7 separate regions of the Mus musculus genome follow, and all the other regions are linked to region 1. The links are chromatin contacts, called in public Hi-C and promoter capture Hi-C maps. All regions are on one chromosome and are shown on one strand. The core of a region is the stretch at or near the end of the contact, and the rest is flanking DNA. Distances in the headings are between cores, read along the strand shown.

What was found. Promoter capture Hi-C pulls out the DNA fragments that hold promoters and counts their contacts. Hi-C and Micro-C count contacts between places; a contact is called where the count stands out from the background.
Region 2: a promoter capture Hi-C map of liver shows a contact between it and region 1, with 5 times the contacts expected there. The contact joins the promoter of Ddx20 here to the promoter of Csde1 in region 1. A contact is called at or near these places in 3 of 39 promoter capture datasets (liver and pre-B cells) and 1 of 9 other capture datasets (adipose tissue).
Region 3: a promoter capture Hi-C map of pre-B cells shows a contact between it and region 1, with 5 times the contacts expected there. The contact joins the promoter of Ttf2 here to the promoter of Csde1 in region 1. A contact is called at or near these places in 3 of 39 promoter capture datasets (embryonic stem cells, liver and pre-B cells).
Region 4: a Hi-C map of B cells shows a contact between it and region 1, with 6 read pairs. The contact joins the promoter of Trim45 here to the promoter of Csde1 in region 1. A contact is called at or near these places in 1 of 39 promoter capture datasets (the C10 cell line), 2 of 484 Hi-C or Micro-C datasets (B cells and LSK cells) and 1 of 115 datasets of contacts at active chromatin or transcription factors (astrocytes).
Region 5: a promoter capture Hi-C map of liver shows a contact between it and region 1, with 7 times the contacts expected there. The contact joins the promoter of Rap1a here to the promoter of Csde1 in region 1. A contact is called at or near these places in 2 of 39 promoter capture datasets (erythroid cells and liver).
Region 6: a contact with region 1 is called in a promoter capture Hi-C map of pre-B cells, with 6 times the contacts expected there. The contact joins the promoter of Tent5c here to the promoter of Csde1 in region 1. A contact is called at or near these places in 2 of 39 promoter capture datasets (liver and pre-B cells) and 1 of 484 Hi-C or Micro-C datasets (uterus).
Region 7: a promoter capture Hi-C map of liver shows a contact between it and region 1, with 7 times the contacts expected there. The contact joins the promoter of Gdap2 here to the promoter of Csde1 in region 1. A contact is called at or near these places in 6 of 39 promoter capture datasets (hematopoietic stem and progenitor cells, hippocampal neurons, liver and 2 more), 1 of 115 datasets of contacts at active chromatin or transcription factors (thymic regulatory T cells) and 1 of 9 other capture datasets (adipose tissue).

Annotation. Positions count from the first base shown.
Region 1 is chr3:103,018,805-103,022,618 of GRCm38.p6, reverse strand. It overlaps Csde1 (cold shock domain containing E1, RNA binding), which reads right to left and starts at 2,073. Exons shown (of 19, transcript NM_001161854.2): 1 at 1,950-2,073.
Region 2 is chr3:105,685,925-105,689,808 of GRCm38.p6, reverse strand. Ddx20 (DEAD box helicase 20) reads left to right here and starts at 2,238. Exons shown (of 11, transcript NM_017397.3): 1 at 2,238-2,685; 2 at 3,076-3,170. The coding sequence starts at 2,382.
Region 3 is chr3:100,968,133-100,971,640 of GRCm38.p6, reverse strand. Ttf2 (transcription termination factor, RNA polymerase II) reads left to right here and starts at 1,978. Exons shown (of 23, transcript NM_001013026.2): 1 at 1,978-2,021; 2 at 2,106-2,208. The coding sequence starts at 1,994.
Region 4 is chr3:100,920,118-100,923,907 of GRCm38.p6, reverse strand. Trim45 (tripartite motif-containing 45) reads right to left here and starts at 1,415. Exons shown (of 6, transcript NM_194343.2): 1 at 509-1,415. The coding sequence starts at 996.
Region 5 is chr3:105,799,183-105,803,171 of GRCm38.p6, reverse strand. Rap1a (RAS-related protein 1a) reads left to right here and starts at 1,791. Exons shown (of 8, transcript NM_145541.5): 1 at 1,791-1,933.
Region 6 is chr3:100,487,768-100,491,781 of GRCm38.p6, reverse strand. It overlaps Tent5c (terminal nucleotidyltransferase 5C), which reads left to right and starts at 2,590. Exons shown (of 2, transcript NM_001142952.1): 1 at 2,590-2,688.
Region 7 is chr3:100,159,907-100,163,724 of GRCm38.p6, reverse strand. Gdap2 (ganglioside-induced differentiation-associated-protein 2) reads right to left here and starts at 1,262. Exons shown (of 14, transcript NM_010269.3): 1 at 1,060-1,262. Wdr3 (WD repeat domain 3) reads left to right here and starts at 1,318. Exons shown (of 27, transcript NM_175552.5): 1 at 1,318-1,381; 2 at 2,503-2,705; 3 at 3,750-3,818. The coding sequence starts at 2,535.

The DNA.
Region 1 (3,814 bases), core at 824-3,323:
AAGAGGAAAAGAAACAAGGACAAGTATTAGATCCAAGGTTCTTTTTGGTTTTTAATATTTTGATACAAGGTTTCTCAATGTGGCCCTGGTTGTCCTAGAACTTGCTCTGCAGATTAAGTTGGCCTTAAACTCAGAGATCTGCCTGCCTCTGCCTCAGAAGTGCTAGGTCTGTAGTGATGGGACTAAAGAAGGGACAGGTAACTACTGCCTAGATTTTATAACTTACATATTCGTGGCTGTTTATGTACACAATCTGCTTCTTATCCACATTAATAATTATATCGCCTGTCAATTTAGTAATGAGTTTGCCTTCTAGTACCTAAAAATCAAGATGATCGACAGGCATGGCAGTAGTACATGCCTTTAATCCTGCACTTGGGAGGCAGGGACAAGCAGATCTCTGTAACTTCAAGGACAGCCTGGTCCACGGAGTTCGAGGCCAGACAAGGCTACACAGTAAGACCCTATCTCAAAAAAAGAAAAGGAAAGGAAAAGAAAGGGGGTGGGGAGGGCAGACTGAGCATTTTGGTAGCTTGAATTAATGCCCTATAATTTGGAACTTATTTTTTTAAAAAGTAGGTTAGAGCAAGCAAGCAGTCTAGACAGCCAGCCATTTCAAGGCTAACCTAGGTTGCACAGTTTAAGGCTATAACCAATAAACAAAAGAAAAACAAACTTGGCAGTTTTGTGAACTAGAAGTTCACATCAGCCTAACATAATGTCCAAACTCAACTACAATCTTTAAACATCCTTAGTTCCTTTCTGCCCGTCCTCCTCAACTGCTTAAACAGCACTATCTTTTTGCTCATTTTAGTTGCAGAACAAGGAAACTAAGTGGTTTAATAATGTTCAGAATGTTTTCTGCAGTGGAAAGTGTTAAGGAGTACTCCCTGCTCACCTGTGAGTCAGGTTGGAGACCAGCCACAAAGGTGTTTCTAAGGTTAACTCTTTAAAGCAAAAGAACCGGGGCACTAAGATTGGGTATGGTTGAAACGTTCGACGGTCAAATCTTCCAATTTAATTTGCTCTCCGACTGGGGCTCTCACACTAGATAGATACATGACAAAGCCAAGCCATTCATTGCACAATGTAGGCCAGCGCTTGCACCACGGAGGGAGGGCATCACGGAACTCTCCTAACGCATGCCATTTACCCCAGACAGAAAGGTGGGAGACACGTGCCTAGAACGGGGCCCGACTCCTTTTTCAAATGCCAAAGGACAGTTAGGTGTGGAGACCCAGCCACAAGAGAATGTGAGTAAAGGTGTCAATTCCGCCGCGCTAGGGTCAGATGTGGCTGAGGGAACAGAGGTGTCCCGCAGCACTTTCCCTAGATGGAACAGGGTCTCAACCCACACACAAAGAAGGCGCCACTGCCGCACTGCGCTCTGGTAGTCGTAGTAGTATCCCCAAAGCCAGTGACGGCCAAGACAGACAAGGTCCCGAAAAAAAGAACAGGCCCTTCTCCCCGGCCTCTTCCAGCTGCACACAAAGGACCGCGCCACCACCCCCTCACCCCTCCCGCCGGGACTTGTAGTTCCCTTTCCCCCGCCAAGCCGCAGAGGGGGAAGAGGACGGACTACAGCTCCCGGCAGCCTTCGCGCCCGAGCCCCGCACCCTCTGCCTCCATCTTGGCTGCGGTCGGAGTTTCCATTTTCGCTCCCTCCCCCCACTTCAGTCACCGACACCGACACCGACACCGCCGCTACCCGCACCCCCTGGCCTCACCTCCTCACTAAGGCTTCGCGGCCGGCCCTGAGGCCGAGACGGTTGAAGCCAGGGTGAAAAAGGGACGCCTGGAGTAGGAACTCACACTGAACTCTCCTCCATCCGGAATTCTAGGAGTGCCCACTCTGACACTCAGAGGTCCCTCCCGTTAACCTGAGTCTCCTCAGCTGTCTTTAACCTGGCTCGTTGCTACCCCCACTTTAACACTGAGGTCGTACTCACCCCAACAGCTCAGCGCCCCCTCTCCAGCGCCGCCATAAGCAGCACGGCCCGGTACGTAGGAATAAATCTCGCTTCTCTCGCGAGAGTTGCAGGCTCCGAGCGCGTGCACGGGAAGGTGGGGGGAGCGTGCTCTTAGTACGCTTGCGCGCGAGGGCTGAGTGACGCCAGCCGCTGACCTGCGTTTAGCCACACGCAAGCCGGTGACTCTTCTTCTCTACGTTCGCCCCTGGGTAGTGCCAGAAGCAATCTCTGCGTTTAGTGACTCTGCTGCGACGCTGGGGGCGGGGCGAAGGGTGAATTTAGGCGTTCACCCGGTGTTCGCGAGCCCGAAAGCTTTCAGCGACGAGGCTTGAGTAGGAAGGCCTTATGAAGTAGGAACAGTTCTGAGGGCAGATCCGGGAGTGTCGTGAATAAAAAGATTTCACTTTCCTCAGCCATAATCCAGGAGTCCAAATCGCAGTTTCTCTTTAGTCACGGGACAGGCTTTCTCCTGTCTCCTACATTAGAAGGGATTTCATTGCTTTAGAGAAAAGTTTTTAACAAAGTAATTTGTAAAGCTTTTGTCTTCCAGAAACTACATTGCTTGCGACAGACAAAAATAAGCGAGGCTGTATTATCAATAAAATCTAAAATTCCCCAAACCACTTTAACTGTCCGTTTCAGTTACCAGAAGATTTTTGTAGTGTGTCAGTCTGAATAAGTATTTAAAAGGCTGAAAGCAGGCTAAAAGCATAATTCACCTGACTGGAGTAGAGGAGTGGAATGGTTAGATCTAACCATTGCAAAGTTATTTAGGCTGCCCTGTCAATAATCTAGAAAACAATTACTTTACTTTTACTATCTTGTTGGTTTTTTATTTTTGTTTGTTTTTTGAGACAGGGTCTCACATGTAGCACATGCTGCCCTGGAACTCTGGGAAATCTGCCTGCTTCAGCCTAGTGGGATTAAAAGTGTGGACAACCATGCCCAACTTCAGTGGTCCTCTTAACCATTTTGGGTAAAGGGTAGCTCCCTGAGGACACTCCCATCTATTTCCTGCTTCTGTGGGAGAGGAGAACATTCTCATCCTGGTGTACTTTCCTTGCGGGGGAGAGACAGGGACTCACCCAGAACTTGCTGTGTAGATCTAGCTGGCCTAGAACTCATGAGATACCCCCCCCCCTTCTCCTGGCCTGGCATTAAAGGGGCGTGCCACCACAACCTGCCAAGTGTACTTCTTACCCATACTTTCAGTTGGTTATTCAGAGAAACTGCAGACCTCTGTAGACATAGGTAGGGCTTTCAGGGGAACAAATTACATGTAATAAAATAAAATAAGCAACAAATATGAATATTGTCCCCCCACTCTGTGTGTGTGTGTGTGTGTGTGTGTGTGTGTATTGGAGACCCCAGTATTGGAAAAGCCAGAGCCATGAGATACCTGCAAAGCTGAAAGGAGTTAAGATCTGAAGAGCCCTTTGACGTCAGACATGGAGATGAAGTTTGGAGTTTGCAAACTGGTTCTCAGTCTTGCTTTGCAGATTACAGTTAAGAGATTGCACAAATCTCAGAAAAGACTTTGAACTAAGTTGAGACAGTTAAATACTAGGGGGACTTTTATTTTTCCAGACAGAGTTTCTCTGTGTAACAGCCCTGGCTGTCCTGGAACTCACTTTGTAGACAAGGCTGACCTTCAATTCACAGAAATCCACTTACTTTCGTATACCATCACTCCTGGCCAAGTATGGGGACTTTTGAAATTGGACTGAATGCATTTCTGCATTATCATATGGCTGCAAGCCTTTGGGGGCCAGGAACTGGGATGTGGTAGTTTGAAAGAGAGTGGTTCCCCCTAAACTCTTAGGGAGTTGCACTATTAGAAGGTC
Region 2 (3,884 bases), core at 989-3,488, 2.7 Mb before region 1:
CCAACATCAACCACACTGTTGTCTCCTTCCTTTCTTACTTTCTCTGTTTCATTTGCGTTGCTTCTCTGTCTGCAGAGCATCCCGCTAGAAGAACTTCATGGCTCACGTTTATAGGAGCCCATTTCTCTGTTTTTCTTTTTGGGTTTATAATTGTGAAGCACGGGGCACAGATTGAATACCTGAAGACACAAGCAATGATCCTTTTAAAGATGTCATCTGTTGCTTACTACCCTACTGTAACTTTATTTATCCTCTCATTACCTTAACAAAAAGTGTGTTTCTAATGATTCTATAAATGTGAGAAAATATCTTGAAAAGAGAAAGGAAACGTAATGGTTAACATTACCTATCCAATTGACAGGATCTAGCATTACCTGGAGATGGGCCCTGGGTGATTATCTCTGCTAGGTTAATTGATATGGGAAGACATCTTAATAATGGCAGGGCCATTCTCTCTTGGGGATCCTGGCATGTATAAAGTGAAGAAAGCTTCACACTTGCAAACATCCACTGTTCTCCGCTTCCTGAAAGTGGATGTAACGTGACCTGCCACTTCAAGTTCCTACTGCCTTCACTTTTCCACCATAATGGACTGTATCTTCAACCATGGTCCAGAAAACCAAAACCAAACCCAAACCCAAACCCAACCCAAACCTTCTCCCTAAAGGTGCTTTTGGCACAGCAACAGAAAAAGAGACTGAGAGAGAGGAAGAAGTGAGGAATGAGTTTCACTCTTTAACTGGGAGTGTGGTTAGACAGTGAAGTGTTTGTGTAGTATGCCAACATCATGGATTCAACTCTTAGGAAAAAGAAAGATAAAGGAAGTAATTTCTGTGCCTCTGAGGTTCATGGTCTGGACAGGGAAGCCCATCTAGAAGGGTTTTGCAACAGTTAGGATGACCAGAAGACCCAGGGTAGATACTATGGAGATGGTAAAGGAGTGGATGAGACATTTGGAGACACAAGTATTTGACAGTAGTTTGATAGAAAGAGGGTGAAGGCAAAGCAAAAAGGAATCCTCAGATTTGTCATCTGTGGATTGGGTGGGTGAAAGATGTGGGCAACTATGAGGAAGCTTGCGATCTTTAGTTCCTCTTCCTTCATTTGGATAGTGGACGTTTGCTTAGTGCTTTGTTAATTTCTAAGCAAACATGTCTTAGTTAGGGTTTCCATTGCTGTAAGGAGACACCATGGCCAAGGACATTTATTGGGGTTCTTTTACAGGTTCTGAGACTCAGTCCATCATCATCAATGAGAAAAGTAATAAAGATATGCTTACATTTGGAAGCATGACTAAAGCTTTGTTCTAAGAGCTCTTTCAAAAAACAGTATTTAGTACGTGCCAGATTATGTTTCTCCTACCAGAGACAGAAGGGAACAAATCAGAATAGCTTTCTGTCCTCATGGAAAGTGTGTGTGGGGGTGGTGGTGGGGGGTGGACAATAAACATTTTAGGTAGTTGTATCATGAAGAACCTGACCAGGTATGGTGGCACACACATGTCATCTCAGTATCTGAAAAGTTGAGCCAGGAGGATTTCCAATTTGAGGCCAGCCTGAGCGGCATAGGGAGACTCTGATTTAGAAAATAAACAGACCAACTAACTAAGCCAATCAAACCAAATAATCAAACTCGGGGATAGTGGTGGGAATAATGGGAAAGGCCAGGAAGCAGTCAGGATGGAAACCACTCAAGATTTCAAGAAAAGCCTCTTTGACAGGGTGACACATGAGTGGGTCTAGAGGAAGGGAAAGTGGTGTGCTAGTTGCCCACCCCATAACGGAGGAAGGGCACACAAAAGATCCGTTGGACCCGAGACGTCTATTAGCCTAGGGTTTCCGAGAGAGCGATCAAGCAGAGCCTAGGAGTTGGCGTGCAGTCCAGGTTTCCACTTAAATATCAGGAGACTTCCGTCACGCGACAGGGTACGGATCGCGAAGACTTCGGCGTGGCTACAGCCGAGCTTGACCCAAGGAGCCGACTCCAAGCCCAGGCGACGGCGACCGATTCGCGAGCTGCGTCACAAAGCGCGTCCTGGGCGCTCGGGTCTGGAGCCCCGCCGCGCGGCCAGGCACTCAGAGCCGCGGGAGGCCGGCAGCGGGCGGCGCCCACCAAGGGCACGCGGCGCCCTCTGCAGGCCGCAGGCGGCAACACACCGGTAGCCTCATCTTCCCTCGCTCTTCCCGCCTCTTTCTCAGGCTACATTTTTTTTTTTTTTCTGCTCCCTCCTAGAGTGACAGCCTCCGACTTCCGTTCTTCCCCTCCGCTTCCAGGCGTGTCCGTGTCTTCTCCGGGAGGCTGCCAATAAAGTTTTTCTCCTTCTCGCTCCCAGGAGCCCCGCCTCAAGTCTAAATATCGCGAGATCTGGAGGCGCGGCTACCATGGCGGCGGCGGCGTTTGAAGTCCCGGCGGCCTTGACAACCTCCGAGTCCACTATGGCTGCGGAGCGTGCGGCCGCGCCGGTGCAGGCTGTGGAGCCGACTCCGGCATCCCCGTGGACCCAGCGGACCGCACACGACATCGGCGGGCCGCGCACACGTACCGGGGACGTGGTGCTGGCGGAGCCCGCGGACTTCGAGTCGCTGCTGCTGTCGCGACCGGTGCTGGAGGGTCTGCGGGCGGCCGGCTTCGAGAGACCCTCTCCGGTGCAGCTCAAGGCCATCCCGTTGGGGCGCTGCGGGCTCGGTGAGGACCGGGGCCGGCCGGCGGTGGGGGGAAGGAGGGGACGGCGTGGCCCCCGGAGAGCTCCGGCTCCGCGCCATCGCGGGGCTAAGCCAGGCTCTAAGGCGCGCAGTTGAATTTGAGGGTAGGACTTTCTTCCAGCATGGAGTCCAAGTTGGAGAAGGTGAGCGGCAGAGATTCGGGGCGCAAAGGGCTGGGGAGGTAGCTCGGTGGTTAAGAGATTGGGGCATCAAGCACACCTCCTGCGCGTTTGAGAGTCAACCAAAAATACAGGTGGCAACTAGGTCCTCATGGCAGAGAACCTCTTCATTCTCCTTTCTCGTATTTGGTATCTGGTGGCATCAGTAAATCTAGGTAATAATATGTAATATATATAATTTTTTTCTTCCTCAGATTTAATTGTCCAAGCTAAGTCGGGCACTGGAAAAACTTGTGTATTCTCCACCATTGCTCTGGACTCTCTGATTCTTGAAAACTATAGTACTCAGGTGAGTCTAACTCAGGATCCGGAAGGGGGTGTGTAGCACGTGACTCTATTGAGAGTCGTGACAAACTAGTAACTCTTCCAGATGGTGAGTTTGAAGAGGCCGGACCAAAGCGTATGCAAGTTAGGGAAGTAAACTAGATGGTCACGTCGGTGAGTTGTGGCCAAGGCTACGTCCAGTATTTTAAAGTTGGAATTTTCTGTTATAAGTACATCTCGACCATTTGTCAGTTGGAATCGTACAATTAAAAATTCATTTACTTTCTGACTAGAGTGGGATTAGACATAGAAGGTAGAAGTTCTGGATTAGTAAGTACTGTGCTATGGCAGAAATTTCAGGTGGTTCTTAAAGCCTTGTGTATGTGTTGTATTGATCTCTCATTTTCTAGGTTGCCTCGGGATATGGTTTTAAGATTGTCCTACTCAGCTTTGGGTTTGGGGGATCATTCTTTAAAAAGCTTTGTTTAGCCATTGTTACATATAAATACTATAGTAGGCACTAGGGATTAAACAGTGAATAAGATGTGATCCTGACACTGTCGTCTGGAGTGTGTAGTGATGGCTGACTTCAAAAGGGGGCTTTTGAGATGGTCGATCTTCAATGTGATTCCTTTAAACCCAGGATTCTTGTATTTGTTGTCTAGAATCTTTGAGTTCTATATCCACGAAACCGTGGGAGATAATGAATATACTTTTTAAAGTACATTGGCTAATTTAT
Region 3 (3,508 bases), core at 729-3,228, 2.1 Mb after region 1:
TCTCCTTTCCACCCCCTAACACTAGGTAGAAAAGACAAAAGGGCAGAGGGGGAAAGGGGTGACATTATTGTTAGACAACTTCCTGCTGATTAGGGGCGTCGAGTTTCTTGGGGCAAGTTTGAGCTTCTTCACCATCATATCTAATTTCTTCTTTTCATCTCTTTGCACACAACTGCTTAACAAATCACAGTCAACAGCATCCAACCGCTGAGCAGCCAATCAGTTCCTAGTATCAGGCCCTAGTATTTATATACCCTCTGAAGAGTCCCCAGAATTCCACACACTCTCAGAAACCATCTGCAGCTGGCAAAACCACACCCCTGTTAGAGCATGAGGCAAATTACAGTCAGCTGCTGTGGACAATCTGAAGCAGCCCCACCTGGGGTTAAAACAAACAAACAAACAAACAAAACATTCTTTATATTTCTGTGTTTTTTTAAAGAAACCAAAATTCTCACTACAAGAATCACCGTGGTCCTCTTTCCCCAAACCTTAGTGTTTGTGGTCTCCACCTCCTCAGATGGTATCCACTTCACATGCATATAATACAGATCTTGGAATTGCAATCTAGGAATAAAGAAAATCTGTTTGTATAAACTTTCACTGGAGAACTGGGGTGGGGCGTGCCACACTGCGTGCACTTGGAAATTCATCTCTCTCTCAAGCTCTCCGGGGTTTGCTGCTGACTCCATTCATCTTGACATTTATATACTATTTTATATTTATTTAAGCATTAGGTAGAGGCTAGTTCAGCTTCTTCCACTCAGTAAGCCCCTTGTGGTTAGAACAGTTGCTTTAAATGTATGCATTAAATGAACTTTATATTTCTCAAACACCTACTCCTCTTGGGACACCAAAAAAGCTATTTAGTAAGAACTGCTTAATTCATAAATGATACCTCGGGACTGTCTGGACTCTGAACTCCTAAAACATTTACAGCCTCCATATAGCCCAGACTTCTTAGACATTGCAGCTTTTCTGTCCTCATAGCAGTTGTGTGTGCCACTCCAAGACACATGATCTTCAACTGCTGAAATATGAAGTCATGGCTATTGCAGCCAAGCTCCGATAGTCATTCCTCACCTTCTGCTCACTGAAAGAATCCATTACAAGTTCTTTCCTTTCCTTTTCTTTCTTTTTTTTTTTCTTTTTGGTTTTTCGAGACAGGGTTTCTCTGTGTAGCCCTGGCTGTCCTGGAACTCACTTTGTAGACCAGACTGGCATTGAACTCAGAAATCTGCCTGCCTCTGCCTTCCAAGTGCTGGGATTAAAGGCGTGCGCCACCATGCGTCACTCTCGGTTTTTTAAAAGTACAAATGCAAAATAAGTTCAAAAGGTTTGACAATGCAAAACACACAATGTAAAATTAGTAAGCACGCAAGGTCTTGTATTGCCCTCAGGTTCTTCTCTCAGACCCAGGGCGTCCACACCAGGCGGTCCTTAGAACCTCACCAGGGGAAGGCAGCCTAAGACTCAAAGAGCGCGGAACCTGGAACTGAGATCTGTGCAGATGTTCAATCTTTGGTGACCCCGTGGACGCCCTGCACTCATTTAAAGGTTGCCCGGGGTCCTAAGGGAGTCTTTGTGCTTATTACAGACTATGCAGTAGATTCCCAAAGTTTTAAGGGATGCTCCCGCCTTTTGGCCGCCTCAAGTTGAAGTGTTCCCGCCCACAGTGGCTGCTTCCCGAGCAGGCAAGCGGCTCTGGCTCCCTCTGGGTCTAGTGGTTCCTCTGGAGTCTCCCAAGCTCAGCCTCGTCCACTTCTCTCCAAGTCCTGCTTTCCCCAAGCCAGGGAGCATGCCGGCGTCCTCACTGGAGCTCAGCCACGCCTCCTCACTCCAAGTTTGATTTCAGAGCGCGCCAAGCCTGAGGGAGACTGTAATTGGTTGAAAGTGAGAGACTCTCCCGCTTGATTGGTGGAGTGTTGTGGTGGGCGGGACGGGGCGGAGTCAAAGACGGAAACCCGGCGGGCCAGGGCTTCCTGGCTGCGGTATGGACCTGGTTAAGTGTCCGGAGCACGGTAAGGCCTCAGTCTCGGGATTTCCCTCCCGGGGACTGTGGGACTGGCTTGGAGTGGCCGATGCTGACCTTCTTGTTTCCTCAGGGGACGCCTGCTTCTTAAAGACCGGCGTCCGCGATGGCCCGAATAAGGGAAAGAGCTTCTACGTGTGCCGGACGAACACATGCGGCTTCGTGCAGGCCACCGAGTGAGTCTCCAGCCCGGCCCGGTTACACGGAGTGACCCAGCCTGGTCACTTCAGCTGCCTTGGGACGCGGACTCACCCACACTCCGATCCTTCTAGAGTCTGCTTCAAGTTTCTAGGCACCTGTCTGGCCTTACTTAGCCACTCCCCTTTGCCCCGGCATCCTTTCTGCTCCCTCTAAAAAGTGTAAACAAACAGTGGACATGGGAATTAATTTGCTAGTCTTGTACCAATTTTAGGTCGCCATTTAAATTTTACGTTTAAGGTTAAAACATGTTAATTAGACACAAGCTTTTCTCCTTCATCTAGTGGCATGACGTTAACAACCCAGAGAGAGCCAGAGTCTTTAGGGCAGTGTTTCTCAACCTGCGGGTCACGACCTTCAGGATCTAAGGACGCTTTCACAGGGGTTGCATTTCAGTTATCCTGCAAATCAGATATTTTTACATTGCGATTCAAAACGGCAAAAATTACAGTTATAAAGTAGCAATGGGAATGATTTTATGATTGGGGTCACCATAACTGTTGTAACGGGTATTAGGAAGGTTGAGAACCGCTGCTGTAGGGAGTTAGTGCTGAAAGAAACATCAGAGGTTGATGTGGATCGCAGGTTCTGCAGATGTGAAAGCTGAGACCTAGAAACCTCAAGCATCTTGTCTAAAGTGAGGAAAGTCAAGTGTGACAATCTTTTTTTTTTTTTTTTTTTTTCCCAGACAGGGTTTCTCTGTATAGCCCTGGCTGTCCTGGAACTCACTCTGTAGACCAGGCTGGCCTCGAACTCAGAAATCCGCCTGCCTCTGCCTCCCAAGTGCTGGGATTAAAGTCGTGCGCCACCACCGCCCGGCAAGTGTGACAATCTTAACATACCGGGTGTTGACATTCTCGAAGTGAAATTACACTGTGGTGTCATTTAACATTTCTCCCTGCTCTCTATTCAGCTGGACTTTGTAGAGCATGGTTATTTTTTTTTCAGTATCATAGCTATACTAATATACTAATGAATATTAGTAATATACTAATGAATAGTAGTACTGGAATAACTTGTATGATTTGTGTCTCCACTTTGTACCAGAATTTACTATTTATTTCTAGAAATATTATATAGATAATGTTTCTAAATATACTGAGATTTGGTACCCTGCTCAAATGTTTTAAGACACATGTGTGCTCATGTTTATAGGAATTGTGCATCAATGTTGGTCTTAGGTTTGTTTCAACATTAAAAGAAATGTTCTTGTGGACTGGAGAGATGGGCCAACCTTTAAGAGCACTGGCTGTTCTTCCAGAGGCCCTAGCTTCAATT
Region 4 (3,790 bases), core at 166-2,665, 2.1 Mb after region 1:
GTGACCTGTTTAGTAAAAAGAGCAAAGAAGAAGGAACTAGGTCTGAACTGAGGATTCGGTTCAGTTACATGATTACCAGCTGTGGGACTTGGGCGAAACACAAACCACTGCTGGGCTTCCATCTCCTCATTTACTAAAGAGGGGTGAAGTAGCACCCACCTTTCGGTAAGAGTTACAATGATCAGATGAGATCAAGCGCAGGGTGTATGCTAGCACAGTAATCCTCTCTCCAGCACACGGTCCGTTTTCAATAGATTAAACAATTGGTGATAGAAGAAAACTCAAGGTGCTCTATAAACCGAAACCTGCCCTGCTTTTGTTACTACAGCTATCAGGTCAGCGGTGCTAACCTCCGTTCTAGAGCTTGCGATCTGTTTGCACAGTGTTCTTTGCACTTTGACAGTGTCTGCGAAAGCCTTCTTTTTGACCTGCTCACCAAAGGGATCTGTGTCTTGCTTTCTTTGCACTCTACTCTTACGCCACAATAAACGGGGTACTCCCTCTTTACCTATGAGCCTGGCAGCAGAAGTGGCAGAGATTGGCTTTGCAGGTCTGACACCTCTTCTCTACTTCTCTGTCGCTGCACAGGTCACACACCAGGCCCTGGCCTTCCCCACGCAGGTTCTCCAGCAGCACATCATTCATGGCCAGGTGGTCTACCGTTAAAGCCTTCACTCCACCCAAGGGCAGGTCCACTTGAGCATCACATACCGGACAGAGGATGCCGATCTGTGGCTGCAGGCTACATAACTCGGGGTCCTGGAATACTGACCCCTCAGAGCTTGTATCTGAGTCACCCCCACGGATGTCCACTACTGAGAATGGATCCAGCTTTTCCAGACACGTGGTGCACACTGTGTGCAAGCAAGGCAAGAGCCTGGGGACTTTGAAAAGCCTCAGACATGTAGGACAATGAGTCTTGCCTGAGCTTCCAGACGCGTTCGCATCTTGGAGTTTGTGCACGAAACCCAGAAGCGGCTTCCTGATTTCTGACATCTTCCCCACGTATGTACCCAGTATCACAAAAGGCCCTGCGCAGTCCTCTAATGCAGGTTAGATTTACTCAAAGACAGAGTTCCAAGATCTTGAACACTGACCATGAGGACTCTCGTGTTGCCAAGTAAAAGGACAACCAGAAAGAGAACGCCTCTGAGGAACCATCCACAGATCTCCGGATTTGTGGTTTGGCCCTTCCTTTCCACTGCATCCCACACCAGTCACAGCCACACCCTCCTGGATCACCCACATCGTCCTCCTCGCAAGCGCTTCTAGAGCTAGTCCCCAGCTAATTCTGCCACCACCACCCTGACCCCAGCATTTCTTGTCCTCCAAGGTCACCCTCCCTCCCGCCCCCACCACGCCACAAGCGCGCCCTCCGGGCGATGAGGTAGTGGGTCCTCGGGCTCTCCCAGAGTGAGGGGCCAGGGGCAGCCGCCTCTCTGGTTTGCCTAGGAGGCCCTAGAGCCGTCGCCCCGCCTCACACCAATCCCAGACCAGGATTCTCCGAAGAATCCAATCACCGTCCGAAAGGGGCGGGCCTCGCAGTTCGGAGCCATGTCGTCCTCCAGAGTGACATCACTGTCATCCAATAAGTTCAGCAAGGTCCACATCCTCGCCGGCCACTCGCGCGGCGAAAGGAGAGGGAGCAAGGGAGGGCCTCGTGCAGAACCGGGAGGAGGAGTCTGGGAGTGAGCGGCGTAATGTGGTTGGCGTCACGAATGTGAGCTCCTGCCGCCGGAGAGGCCTCTGGATCGTTGAAAAGCCTGCGCTGAGGCTCCACCCCAAACTCAGATAGGGTTCTCCCATTGGTGCGTGGTACTGTCAGTCGGCCGAGGTGTAGCCCGAAGCATTCTGGAAGTTGTAGGCAGGCTCTCGGTTGCAGAGGCTATAGCGAATCAGCGGCCACCGGGTCAGTTTCCTTTCTGGGTTTTCCAAGTATTTTTTCTGCCCTGGAATCTCTTACGTACAGCGTGCTCGGAACCAGAACCCTCTCAGCTGGCTAGCTTCTGGCATTTTCCAGGGCAAGGGTACCTCCGTGTCTGGTTCCAGAACTAAACTTAACTGAAAAGTTTAGAACTGCTGCTCCGCGGAGCTCCACTGAGTTTCCCGGGTGGAAGCTGCTTTGAATCATTCAAGACCAAGACCGGAGAGACACACCTCACCAGAATTCTACAGTAACAGAAGTTGTCAGGGTTGCGGGGGGTGGCCTACAGAGCAAGTTTGGCATTTGTTTTTACAATCAAGGGGAGCTCCTGGTTGGTCACAATGGGGCAGTGGAGGATGTCACTGGGACAAGTCCCTTGTAGGTCCGACTAGTTAAAAAGTTGGGCACACCTGGTCCCTGAGCATAATTATTTCTTTGACGCCTTAAAGAATTTGCCAAGAGTCTCAGATTCATTCATTTGGAGACTGTTTCCTACACATGGGGTCTAAGGCACTGACTGATCTCTGAATCCAAAAATTGTAATAGCATGGCTCCGTAGTTGCTATCTGTTCCCATTCTTCAGATGCGTAAGCCTCTGTCTATCTCACTGTTTTCCTTTACAGTCTTCCATATATGATTTCAACCCATGCATCACTGTTTCAGGGACCTCTTTATTAGAGATGTCATAGTATAGGCATAGCTGTCGAAGCCTATGCTTTTACGAAGTATGGGCCTTCGGTGGAAAGAGCCCCAAACTATGAAAAGATGAAATTAAAAGAAAAAAAAAGAATTATCTGACTCTTCGTAAAATATGTTAAAGTAGAGATGTAGCTCACTGATCCAGTATTTGCTTAGTATGTTGAGACTCTGGGTTCTGTCTGTGGTACACGTGTGAACACAGACACCACACACACACACACACACACACACACACACACACACACACACACACAGGTCTGATTTGGTCTTTATTGTGAGGGTCTCGAGAGCTGGTTCTAACTTTAGCATAAGTAAAAACGTTATCTGCTAATGAATGGCTCAAAAGCCATTTTTACATAACAGTCACATGACCTCCCAGTGTAAGGAGTCGGCAAAGGTCTTAAAAGTGAAAGTGGTCCTTACCCAGACTTCTCCAGCCTTTCTCTCCTGCGCTGCCCTGGCCGAGTCCCCTCGCTTCACCGCAGTATGCTGAAGCAAATTCCAAAAGCGGTGTGGACTTGGCTTTGCTATATAGTGTTGCTCTGAACCTGCCCTCCTCTGTGCTTAGCCATGCTTTGTCTTATCTCTTATTCATGCCATATATTATATTTCCCATAGGGTGTATTCTGACTTCTCTGTTGGAGGAGTGCTGTATAATTTATATGCATTATCTCATTTAATCTCCCAACAGCTTATAATAGAGCTGCCTGGGAGGGGTCGAGTGGTCAACCCAAGCTAGCATCTGGGATGGGAACAACAGTCTTAAGATGTCATGCCTAAGATTCTGCCCAGTCCCCTCTGTCCTTCCCTTTCTCAGCTTCTTGCACATCAAATCCCTACCTGCCTTCCATGGAGAGAGAAGATGGGGCTATCTGGAGAACATCTTTCCGTTCTACTTAAAAGTCTATGCATCTTCTCTCCTTTCTCACGCCATTGATTGCTGGTTTTCTCCCAACCTCTTCTGCCTCTCCTTATTTTGCTAACACTTTTCAGTGAGTCCTTTACACATTCTTTCTCCCGAGGACTGTGATGAAGTCCTGAAAGAAAACTCACCCTCCCTTGATCCAGTTCCCCTCAACTTAATTAGCGCTGGTGGCTCTCACCACTGTGGTTCTTAAACTTTGTGCTAGTCTCATCACCGATGTTTTGTTCTTTCTCTTTGGTGTG
Region 5 (3,989 bases), core at 542-3,041, 2.8 Mb before region 1:
CGTGCTAGGACTTGTTGCTTCTTGGTTCCCATGGTTTCTCTAGGTGTCTCCTCTTGTCTCTGCACCGGAACTTTATTTTTCACTCTTAACACCACAAGGAAGTAACTCAGCTTTAAAATCCTGTCCCTGGATCCCCACACCATTCCCACTACTGACTGTTGCTAGGCTCAGCCAGCTCCTGGCTGTCTTCCTCGCCTCTCTTTCATTCTCTCAACACACCCCAATCAGACATTTCTCCATGTGATAACACTGGAAGGGTTTTCATTAAGCTTCTCAACAAACTTCAGGCCAAACTTGGTCAGTGGTTAAATTCCCAACTCTTGACTGAGGATGAGGCTCAGTGGCAGTTTGTCTAGCATGAACCAATCAGGGTGGCGGGGATGGGGACTGTGGGGTGGGGGTGAGGCAGAGATTGAGATTCAATTGTCTTCTTAGCTATTTCAGCAGTAGGCAAGGGAACTGACTGATCACTCCCTCTTTTCTAAAACAACTCCCTAACAACTTCCTTCCTTCCAAGGGGTTCCTCTAACCTGACTGTCAACTCTGCTTATCTTTAACCTCTAAGTTTCTCTTGGTCCTCTCTTCCAGTTACTCCCCATCCCTAAGAGAGTTTATGTAGACCGGAGGGTCAAATCATCTACATCCTGATGGATCTCAAATTTATATCTCAGACTCATCACCACTGAACTTTCTCCATCCCCCATAAAACTGAACTCTCAATTTCTTTGGTCCCAGCTTTGTTCTTACCCTATCTTCTCTCTTATTAAATGATATCAGTCAGCAGGCCCCCAACCTAAGATTCATTCCTAATTGTTTCGTTCGACCCTCTGCTTTCTCAAGTCTAAATCTATTAAAATAGGTTTAATAAAGCTAAAATAAACAAAATCTAAAATAAAATAACCACTCTTGGCCAATTGGACGAGAATAGCCACCTTAGACTTCCCCTGTGAACATTCGTGCTTCAGTTGGATATTTTACATACACAGTGAGACTCACTCCAGTTCCCGATGGGCCTGAAACTCATTGTGTAGTCCAGGCTAACCTCAAACTCGTGGCAATTCTGTTCCTGTTTTCAAAATGCTGGGATTCCAGGAGTAAACCACCACGCCCTGCATAAAGTTAACCTTTAAAAACATGAACTAGATATAGTTGTTTCTGGGCCCACCCTCTCCTCGGGGCTTCCTGTTGTCATTACAATGGCCCAAAGGCTCCACCGGGTCTGGTCGTTTGTCCAGATCTTGGCGCCTCAGTACTCTTTGGCCATAGACTCTACTTATCTATCCATCCTTTCGCTTGCATTTTGCTAGTTGTGAAATATGGAAGACACACCCCACCTCGGGGTTTGTGGCTGATTTCCTCTCAACCCAGGAAGGTATTCTTCTCATCCAGCCTCTTTTGGATAGGCTCGTTTCTTCATAGCACGAACAAAAGCATGCAAAGCCCTCCCTGGTGACCTGTGAATTTTGCTACTCTTTTTGTTGTTCGTGTTCCCTCTCCTGGGTCACGAGGATGAGAGCTCTATAAGTGACTTTCCCTATGTATGCCTAGGCATTGGGGACCTACTAGGCACTCAACTAACAGCTGTCCCATGGTTGCATCCCTTCAAAATTCTCTTTCTGATTTTTTTTTCCCTTCCTCATTTCAATGTTGGCCTTAACCACCTTCTCAAAGGCAAGGCCCCAGTTCCTGTTGGCACACTATGCCCCCCACCCTTTGAAGAACGGCTCCCTTAAATAGATTCCGGACACAGCGGGGAAGGCGGAGACCAGGGCGGGGGGGGCGGGGCCTGCGTGCTGCGTGCGTGCGCGTTCCGGAGGCGCCGCCGCCGCCGCTCCCGAGGCCGCTGCTCCTGCCGCCGCCGTGCAGAGCCCGAGCCCGAGCCGCGGCCGAGAGGAGGGAGGAGGAGGAGGTGGAGGAGGCGCCGGGCCGCGGGGTGAGTACGGGGTGCGAGTGAGGGGCGCGGACTGGCCGCACCTCGGTGGCCTATTCTTAACCGTCCGCGAGTCCGGGGCGGCGGCCGGGGGCCCGGCGGGCGGGAGGGGCCGCGGCTGAAGGCCGGAGCCAGCCACGCCCGCGGACCGAGGCGGCCCGGCGGGGCCTGCGGGACCGGCCGCGAGGGGCGGGCCGCGAGATGGGACGCGTGTCCGCGCCCGCTCGGCTGTCGTCCCCGCGGACGGAGAGGTGCGGTGCCCTCCGCGCGGCCTTTGCCCCGGCCGCCGAGCGCTGACACCTCTGTGTCCCACTCCGCCGCCAGCCCGGGTTCCCGCCCTCCCTGCCCTCTGTATTCTGCCGCTTGCCATGTGTTCGCCTTTGCAGCGTCGCTCTCGACTCTCTGATATCTGCTGCTACCCCTGAATTTTGTCAGGAAAGAGGCCACGGTGTGATTCCGGTCTTCCGCCCACCGAGGGCGTGTGAGGAGTGTGGGGTGGTGGGATTGTAGCTTGTCTCCTTACTCAGAAAGTTAAGGGCAGTGTCTTCTGCTGAGTTGTGTAATTGGCTGTTGTAAGGAGAAGAGCAAGGAAGGACAGTTGTGTCCCCCGCGTCCGCCCCCCCTCCTATCTGAGATTTCCTCACAGGATAGAAAACTAGAGTTGAGGGGACCTTTCATGCCTTGGAAAAAGAGCTACCGCTCAGAAACTGTGAGTGTATTGCCGTTGGGAAAGGAAAATCGTTTTGTCGCTGCTTTGAAGGAAGTACTGTGTAAGAAATGGAATAAAAGGGCAGGAGGTTAATGGGCCAAGCGGGACAGGTACCAACCGCTGTTGTCTGCTTCTTGGGTGGCTGAAGATACTGTTTTTATTAGAGTCAAAGTGTCGACTCTCAGAATTAACCAGGGGAGTTAGCCTTCAGAAGCGGGCGGTTAGAAGAGATGATGCTGGAAACAGGATTTGGAAACTTTCTTTGAGTTTCCTGTCAGAGTGTGTGGGGGTAGATATGCCTGTGAGTACTTTTTTCTTTTGATGTAATTGATTTCTGTAACACTTTGGTAGAGTAAGTACTAGATTAGGTCCCAGACTCTTTCCTGTCTTTATGCTCTTCTGTAACACTTTGTTTCAAAATTAAATTTACATTTTCGGATATTCTTTCTTAGTGTGACTCTTGTTTAGTTTAGTTCCTTGCTACTTCAGGTTCTGTTATGATTGTGTTCGTTAGCAAGGATTATACCTGTCCCAGCATTTGTCGAATGAGTTGAGTGGTCTGTTTACACATCTCTTATCTTTTTGAGAGAAATCTTTATGTTAAATGTTGCATTCCGCTTCCATTATAAAAAATGTCATTCTTAACCATTTCTAGAACATGGTGATGCATATGAACTCTTCCTTTGCCCAGGAAAAACAAAACAGACATTTATCCCCAGAATGTTGTATTCAGCTTCTGGTCTCCTCTAAAGCCACCCATAGACACCGATCTTAAAAGTGAACAGAGATCTCGATGTTATTCAGTTTCATATTAAAACTTTGCAAAAGTGCACACTTTTTGTGGCCTCAGGTGTGATCGTGCTTTCACCCTAAATTCTGAGGATTTTGGAACAAGGTTTAAAATTGATTTCAGTTTTATGAGGAAAAGTTCTCAGGAACCTCTCTCCCCTCCCCCCAATCTCCTGTGGCTCAGTGGTGTCACTGAGGAAGACCTTGAACCACCAACTCTCTTGCCTCGACCTCCAGAGTGCTTGGATCAGTATAGACTTCCCTGGTTTATGTGGTGTTGGGATGAAACCCAGCTTCATGCAGGGAACTTTTAGCAGTCATTTTGTTTGTAGTGTTGAGGAGCTAATCCAGAGCCTCAAGCAGGGTTGGCAAGCACTTTGCCCCTGAGCTATATCCCCGGCTCTAACCAGTAGCCATTTTTAACCAATACTCCCTAGTATATTTTGACCCCTCTAAACTCATAATCATGACTAATCAGACTTTTGTATAATCTATGTTTTAGTAATATGAGCATTTGAAAATCAAATAATTTCTTTTTTTTCCTCTTCCAAGCTTGTTCAT
Region 6 (4,014 bases), core at 1,341-3,840, 2.5 Mb after region 1:
ATTATATCTGGAATATGTGAAGAACTGAATACAGTTCAAACAGGCAAAAGACACAAATAGATACTTCTCAAAGAACATCTTAATGGGTGATAGACATCTGAAAAGTTGCTCAACAGCATTGGTCACCAGAGAAATGAATGCCTAATTATAGTGAAATATACATCCCTGTTGTAAATTTACAAAGAAAGCACTTAGGCTAAGGAGATGGCTCAGAGGGTAAAGCAGCTTGTGGCTAAGCCTGAGGATGAACTCAGTTCCACCCCCAGACCCCACATGGTGGAGAGCTGGAGCTCCCAAGAGTTGTTCAATGCCCTCGACACAGCCACTGTGGCATGCACACACCCCCCTCCAATAATAAAGTGTAACTAAAGACATTTTAAATACCATGTTACCAAATGGTAAATGCGTGGGGTCATCAGGATCTTTACAGTGCTGGCTGAAGCATTAAACAGACTACCCATTCTGCTTTACGGATAGATCTATTTTTGTCTGTTTTATGGTTTAAGCTTGTTGTTTTCTCTTTGGTTGTTATTTTTATAACCCAGATAATTGGAAATATATTTAAAGGTTAACATTGTGTGTATACTCTGTGAACCAGAATTTCCAGTCTCCAAGCGTGTGCTTGGCACAAATGAATGCTGTATAGCAGACATATGGAAGAATGTTGACAGCAACTTCACAACGGACTGTCCAAAACCTGAAGCAAATGAAGTGCCTATCAGACGGTAAGCTGAGGGCATAAAGTGTTGGTTATTTAATGAATATGCAGTGGTGAAGAATGAGCCACGGTTACATACAACACCACAGAGAAATCTCACGGAGAGAAAAATGTTCACCCTCTGTTTCCCCATGAATAGTTCAAATACCAGAACAATTGACATATGAAGACTGAGTTCTTAATATTGGTAACCCTGCAATCTATTGAGTGACAGGGGCCATGGCTAAGCTGGAAATGTTCTGGGTGACAGCTCTGTGAGTACACACACCCATCATTTTGTACACAATAAAAGACACTGTGAGATCAGAAAGGGCTCACATTATCAACAAAAAAGCTGGCCATATATCCTGAATTTGTGTTCAAGAACATGTAAGTTCTCATACTGATGTCTTACACTGTTTTAGTTTTGGGAATTCGCCTCCCCTACCAGAGAAAGCATGTGCATGTGTGAGAACTCTTCATAGCCTAGCAGACACTGCTGGATACGGATACTCACGCTCCACAGAGGTGGAGAGGGCAGAAGAGAGCACCGATTCGGGAAGCCATCTAGGCCCCAGTACCCAGGAGAGGGTCAAACGAAACTCAACAAGTGTTTATTAACGACTGCTTTCTGATTTATTTAGTACCTGGCATGAACTTTTTAGCAAGCAGTGCATGATTAATAGCTATTTCCATAATATTGATCTCACGGTTATCTCGTCCTTCCTCCCATAATACAGATGGGAAATAGTGTTTTTGGAGGATAGGTCAAGACGGTCAGTAAAGCTGGGCGTGGTAGACCACGCCTATAATCCCAGCAGTTGGGAGGTGCACAGAGGTGGATCAGTTAAAGGTGAGCCAAGGCTACTTAGAGGCCTGTCTGGGGTTCAGGAGGCATTGTCTTAAAATAAAGACCAAACCACAATAGCTTCTTGCAAGGCCTTCCGGGTAATTAAGTGGTGAAGGAGAGTTCCACAGCGGAGCCATCAACTATGTGTGTGTGAGTGAGTGAGTGAGTGAGTGAGTGTGTGTGTGTGTGTGTGTGTGAGCCATCAACTATGTGTGTGTGAGTGAGTGAGTGAGTGAGTGTGTGTGTGTGTGTGTGTGTGTGTGTGTGTGTGTGTGTGTGTGTGTGTCCCACACCTGCGAGCAGTAACAAGCAGCAAAGACCAGCGCTGCTCTCTGGAGAGCTGAGCTGCTGTGCTTAAGGCTTTGGCGATAGCTTCCCGGGATCGCCAATTGCACACAGGTGGTCCGCGCGGCCACAGCTGCTTCCTTCCCCCCAGGACCACGACCTCACCTCCAGCCAATTTGTTCGAGGAATCAGAAAGATTTTTCCAGGGCCCACCTAAGAGTTTTCCGACTTCACAAACACCGCGCGAGGCAGGCGTGGGCTTCCACTCCCGGCTCCCGGAAACCAGAGAGCACTGGGGCGAGGAGCGCCTAAAAGTTTGAAAGAAGACGCGCCCGCCAGGGAGCAAGCGGGGTAGAGGGAAGGACAGTCTAGGCAAGGGAAAGCTAAAGAAGACGGCAGAGTGGAGCGGAGAGGACAGAGGAAAATTGTGCCCTCAACCCCAAAGTTAGTTCGCCGCCCACAAAGCACCTCTCTATTGCGCCTGCGCAACGCTGCCTCTTGGTCACCCCGCCCCTTTGCGCCGCCCGAGGTTTACTCGTCTCTCGGCAACCATTGACCCGAGGAGCCAATCAGAGGGCGGCGTTCGTCCGGCCCCCCGCCGTCAGCGCGGGGCGCAAGGATCCCGCGGGGCCCCGGCCGGCGCGCCCCGCCCTGGCTCCCCCGGGAGGCCGGCCGCGGGGCGGGGGCAGGGGCGGGGAGGCGCGGGGGAGTGGTCAGGCCGGTTAAGATCGGAGGGGGCGGCGGCCGGACCGCTCACTCGCCGCAGCTGTCTAGGGGCCGCAGTCTCCGCTCCGCTCCTGCTGGGGGCTGCCCACGCCAACCACCTGCCTCAGTCACCTCCTCTTCCAACGCCCAGGTGAGTCCACACTCCCCTCCTCCGCAGGTGGGAGGATGCTGCTGCGGTCCTCCGGGGCGGGGGGGGCGGGGGGGGCCGCGCTTTCCCGCTTAGGGTCAGTCCCGGCAGAGCCTGGTGGCATGCCCCGGGGATGGAGGAGAGATGCCAGCAGGTGTCAGGACCCGCCTGGCTCCCGCGTCCCTCACGCAAACTTTCCTCTGTGAAGGAGGCAAACTTTTCGGAGACCGTGGCCGGGCTTTGGCAAACTTGGGCGAGTTCCTGCTGCCCCGGCAGCCGGAGTGTAGGGGGCTCTTTCCCTGCACCTAGTCGGTGCTCCGGCTCTGAGCTGCGCCCCTGTGGCGCGCACACCGAGCCCGGAACCCGGGCGATTTTGAACCCCGCGGTTTTGGCGGCGCAGATGAAGACGCAGCGGTCGGGGCTAAAGCCTGGCCGGCGAGGGGAGGGCAGTTTCCTGGGCTCGGTGCCCGGGATGGCGGCTGAGATCCTTCTCCCTTTGGGACTGTGGACACCCAGCGCGGCCAAATGATCGAAGCTGCGCGTCTCTCGGAAACTTCTCGAGAATTCAGCGGCTGTGAAACCTGGTTCCTCCCCTTTGGGGATCGAAAGTCGCTTACTGCGTAGGCTGAAAGCCATGTAGTCAGTCCGTTGACTCTGATAGCGGTGCTGTCGGTGGCTTAGAGGCGCGGCTCCCGGATCGTCCGGGTCAGGGAACTTCTTTAGCGCAGTTTGCGAGGAGGGTGAGAGCCTTCTCCATAGGAAGAAGTTGAGGAACCTGCAGTACCAGCTGGTAGCCTTTACACCTAGCGCGGGCAGGCTGGAGGGCAGGAGACCGCAAAGTCCTGGAGGGCTGGTGAGGAAATGCCTAGTTGGTTTTTCAAGAACGCAAAACTTCCACCAGCATCGATTGTCATCCCTAGGTGGTCTAGGCCTCTTTTCTCTCCTCTCAACCTTTAATGTGGAGAAACCGTTCAGAGCCCGGACCCAAGTCTTAAGCCCCTCCCTCAATTGAGGATAAAGTGCTTACAACGAAAGATTTAATAGACTTACTGATTTTTTAAGAATAGCTGTGTATGTAATAGTTTGAATTATGACGAGTTTGGTGTTCTGGAAATAAAGTTAAGATGGTCAAATCCTCCTAAATTAGGTCCCCAGCTGCCCCGCTACTCTGGGAAGGAGGGTGACGGTGGCCATTGCTGGCTACAACAACTTCCACTGTAATTTGCTTGGCAAGGCAGCGAGGGAGCCAGAAAGCTAGCCAGGCAGCCAAGAGGGTGGTAGGAAGGCTTACCAAGAATTCTATCTTGCTGGAAGTCACCAGAGGTGTGA
Region 7 (3,818 bases), core at 13-2,512, 2.9 Mb after region 1:
GGCCTGAAATCTTCTAAACTGTTTCCCCACCAAAGCACACATCTCCCATCTCTAACAAGGAAATGCACAGCATCTACAGGAGGTAGGGTCCATACACATCTATCCAAATGTTCCTCCCCAGCCTGGAATAAATTTATCATCACGATTTCTTGCCTTCTTTTCATCCAACCCACTACAAATGATTCTTCTTTCAAAACAATTTTCTTAAACACAGAGGATGAGCTGGACATGTTTTAAATCACTAAGAAAATCTTACCCAGTAAATAGTAGCTAAAATTAAAAAGGAAAGGCCGGGCGTGGTGGCGCACGCCTTTAATCCCAGCACTTGGGAGGCAGAGGCAGGCGGATTTCTGAGTTCGAGGCCAGCCTGGTCTACAAAGTGAGTTCCAGGACAGCCAGAGCTACACAGAGAAACCCTGTCTCAAAAAAAAAAAAAAAAAAAAAAAAAAAAATAAGGAAGACAAGTCTACCTGTCAGCTACAATTGTCTACATGTCTAATTTCTAGGTTGGCTACAGAGGTTCAGTAAACCATGGCAGGGATCAATTCTTTTGTATAGTTATACGTACAGTTATATAGACAGCTACAGACATCAGACCTCGTTTCTAAAACTTCTAGACCAGCCCAAGGATAAAAGGGGGCAAGAGAAGAAAAGCTAATTTCCTCGTTAACAGAGTGGCTCAGTCTCAGTCTACAATTAAGGACCAGTAAGCCCAGGGTCACTTCCCTCTCAAGTGACCTGAAAGCGGAAACACAAAGCCAGGTCAATGTCACTCCAGGGACTGCGGGGTCTTTTTACAACTCAGCATCCTGGGCTCAGCGTCTGACCACAGGGAACCCGATTTATAGGACGGGCTGGACTCTGCTAGAGCCGCCACCCGCAGGGCTGCTCGCAGCACCGCGTCCCAGCAAATCCCGGGGACCTGCGTCCCCAGAGCTTGGCGACCCAACCTACCCTGAGTGCGAAGCCCAAAGCCCGGGAGGACCCGCCAGCCCAATCCCTCCCAGCCGCCGCACCCGACTGTGTCGCCCTCCCTTCCCGGCTTCGCCCTTCTCTCACAGCGCTCGGGCGGGCCCATCCGGGCGGCGGCCCGCAGCTCACTCAGATCCGTGGCAGAATTCAGGCGGATGACATCCGTACACTTTGCTTGCCAGAGGCGGAGGCTGAAGCGAACCGGTCTCCAGAGGCCAGGGTGACTGGCGACAGCGATCTGACAGCGAAGGTACCCGCTTCCTCTCCGCCACGCCACCCAATCACAGCGCTCTGCCGTCACTTCCGCCTAGAAGGTAAGGGAAACGCCGGGCGGAAGAAACTTCCAATCGGACCGGAAGTGGCGGGTCTCGTAGGCAGCGCTGTCTGCTGGAGCCTCGTGGAGAGTGAGGTGAGTGTTGCTGGCTCTTTAGGGATCGCGGGGCGCGGTTCCCCGCACAGTGGTGTTCACGGTGAGCCGACGCGGCGAGGGACTCCGCGCTAAGGGCACTAGGGAGGCCGGGGAGAAGCCCTTTGCCGCGGCCGTCTGCATCGCAGAACCCAGAGGCCGCGCGCTGCCCCCGGGCCGGAGTGCGAGGCTGCTGGAACTGCCCGATTTCCTTGGATTATTTCGGGGATGATGTGCAATAGAAACTTAGGTGCGGGGGATAGTTTGAGAGTGACCAGGTCGCAGGAAGGAAAACAAGCGAAGTTATTTGAGAAATAAGCTTTAAAGCCCTCGGGTAGGTACAGTGCATGTGAAAACGATAAACAAGCGTGTTACTATGACTTGAAGCGAAAATCGTGGACGTGGAAGTGCTAGATAGAAAACCAGTGCAGCAGCTCGTTGAAGACAAACTGGAGATGAAAGTGCAGGGAAGAGAAAACTGGGTAGAAAAGGCAGACACATGAACACACATGCATAAAAGCTGAGATCGGTTGGTCTGAGCTTTTGGATAGAGGAACTGCAGCAGCCCCATAAGCTCTGCGAGCTTATTATATACAGTTGAAAATGAAGAGGGGATTATTGCTTACAACTGAACAAGGAGACAGGGTGATTGTATAGAGATAATATCTAATTGCAATAGGGACAGTCTGTGGGGAGCAGTCTTCAGTCAGTACACATGGTGGTGTGGTGGGAGGGAAGAAGGCTATGGTGAACATTTTCTGGAACACTGTAAACATCCCACTTGAACCAAAGGACCATGATGCCTCTCCTATTGGTCTGGGGCATTGAAGTCCTTGACATGGCTACATTCATGTCAGCAGGACCCATTCACTCTGGGCTTCCTCTGATCTACACACAGGGTCTCTTCGAATCCCAGGAATCTCTCTCTCTGCCTTCCCTGTGCTGGGGTCATAGACCTGCATTTTTCTGTGCCTGGCCTTATGTGTGGGTGCGGGTACTACAGCAGGTACTTTACCATCTGTGCCAAGTTACATGCTTTTGATCATGTAAAAAAAAAAGGTTCCTGTTTGTTAGCTGTGCAGAGTCATTGTATTGCAAAAACTGAATTTTGTTTATTTACACAGATTGCCTTCCCGGTGTCATCAGACAGCCCAGCATGGGGCTTACTAAACAGTATCTGCGCTATGTGGCTAGTGCTGTCTTTGGCTTGATTGGCAGCCAAAAAGGTAACATTGTTTTTGTGACACTCCGTGGTGAGAAAGGACGCTATGTGGCAGTACCCGCCTGTGAACACGTTTTTATCTGGGACTTAAGGAAAGGCGAGAAGGTAAGTCAGAAATAAGAAATGGACACCGTTAAATGACACCGACTCTTGGAAGGGTGAAGTGGGAGAGCCTTGACTGACCTGCCTGCACTCATTTGTGTGTGAGTCCCCCAAGAGATCACTTCCCTTTTATTTTTCTAGACGGCTAGCACCAGATTCTGTTGTGTTCTGAAAGTCACAGCCAAGCAGGAGTTTGCTTAAATGGGTGTGTTCGTTTTCATGGGTTATTATTCTTAGCCATTATTAACTTCTACTTTTGTCGACCGGTTCTGCTTTTCATGTTCTGCTTGTTCTCACAGCCAGCTGTAAAGCAGTAGAATTTCAAAGGACTGTCATTCTGCTGTGTTGTGCAGTCCTTCTCTTAACCATAACTGATGAGATTCATTGGTTGCTTCACTCTGCTTTGACTGTGACAGAAGCTATTCCTTTCTTGCTAAGCACAAAGAGATAAATTATCCCTCTTTACTGTGTGACTCCCAGGAGGTGAGATGAGTTACATATAGATTTATAGATGTAAATATATAGAAGCCTGTTGCTACCCAGAGCTTCTTCTTGGGATGAAACTGTTAGTACTGTAGGTTGAGTTACAACAAGGATGAGTTTATAGCTCTGTATCAGAAATCACTGGGATACAAAGTTGCTAACTTAGCTCATTGCCTGGATCATTTGCATACACACCAGCACCAAGCTTGAGAGGACGTGATGACCTCTTGAGGAGCTTATGGTCTTTGCTTGTCAAGTTTTATCCTCGTGTATCAGTGACTGGAAATTGTTGATATGTGTATGTGTTATATGTTGATATGTGTATGTGTTATATGTTGATATGTGTACTATGTGTTATATGTTGATATGTGTATGTGTTATATGTTGATATGTGTATGTGTTATATGTTGATATGTGTAATATGTGTTATATGTTGATATGTGTTATGTGTTGATATGTGTATGTGTTATGTGTTGATATGTGTATGTACTGAGGTCATTCCTGTGCTGCTGTCTTGTTACATGCCTCACGCTTCTGAGTTGGTTTTCATCTTTATGATTTCAGATCCTTATCCTTCAGGGGAATAAACAAGAAGTCACTTGCTTGTGTCCTTCCCCAGATGGGCTGCATCTA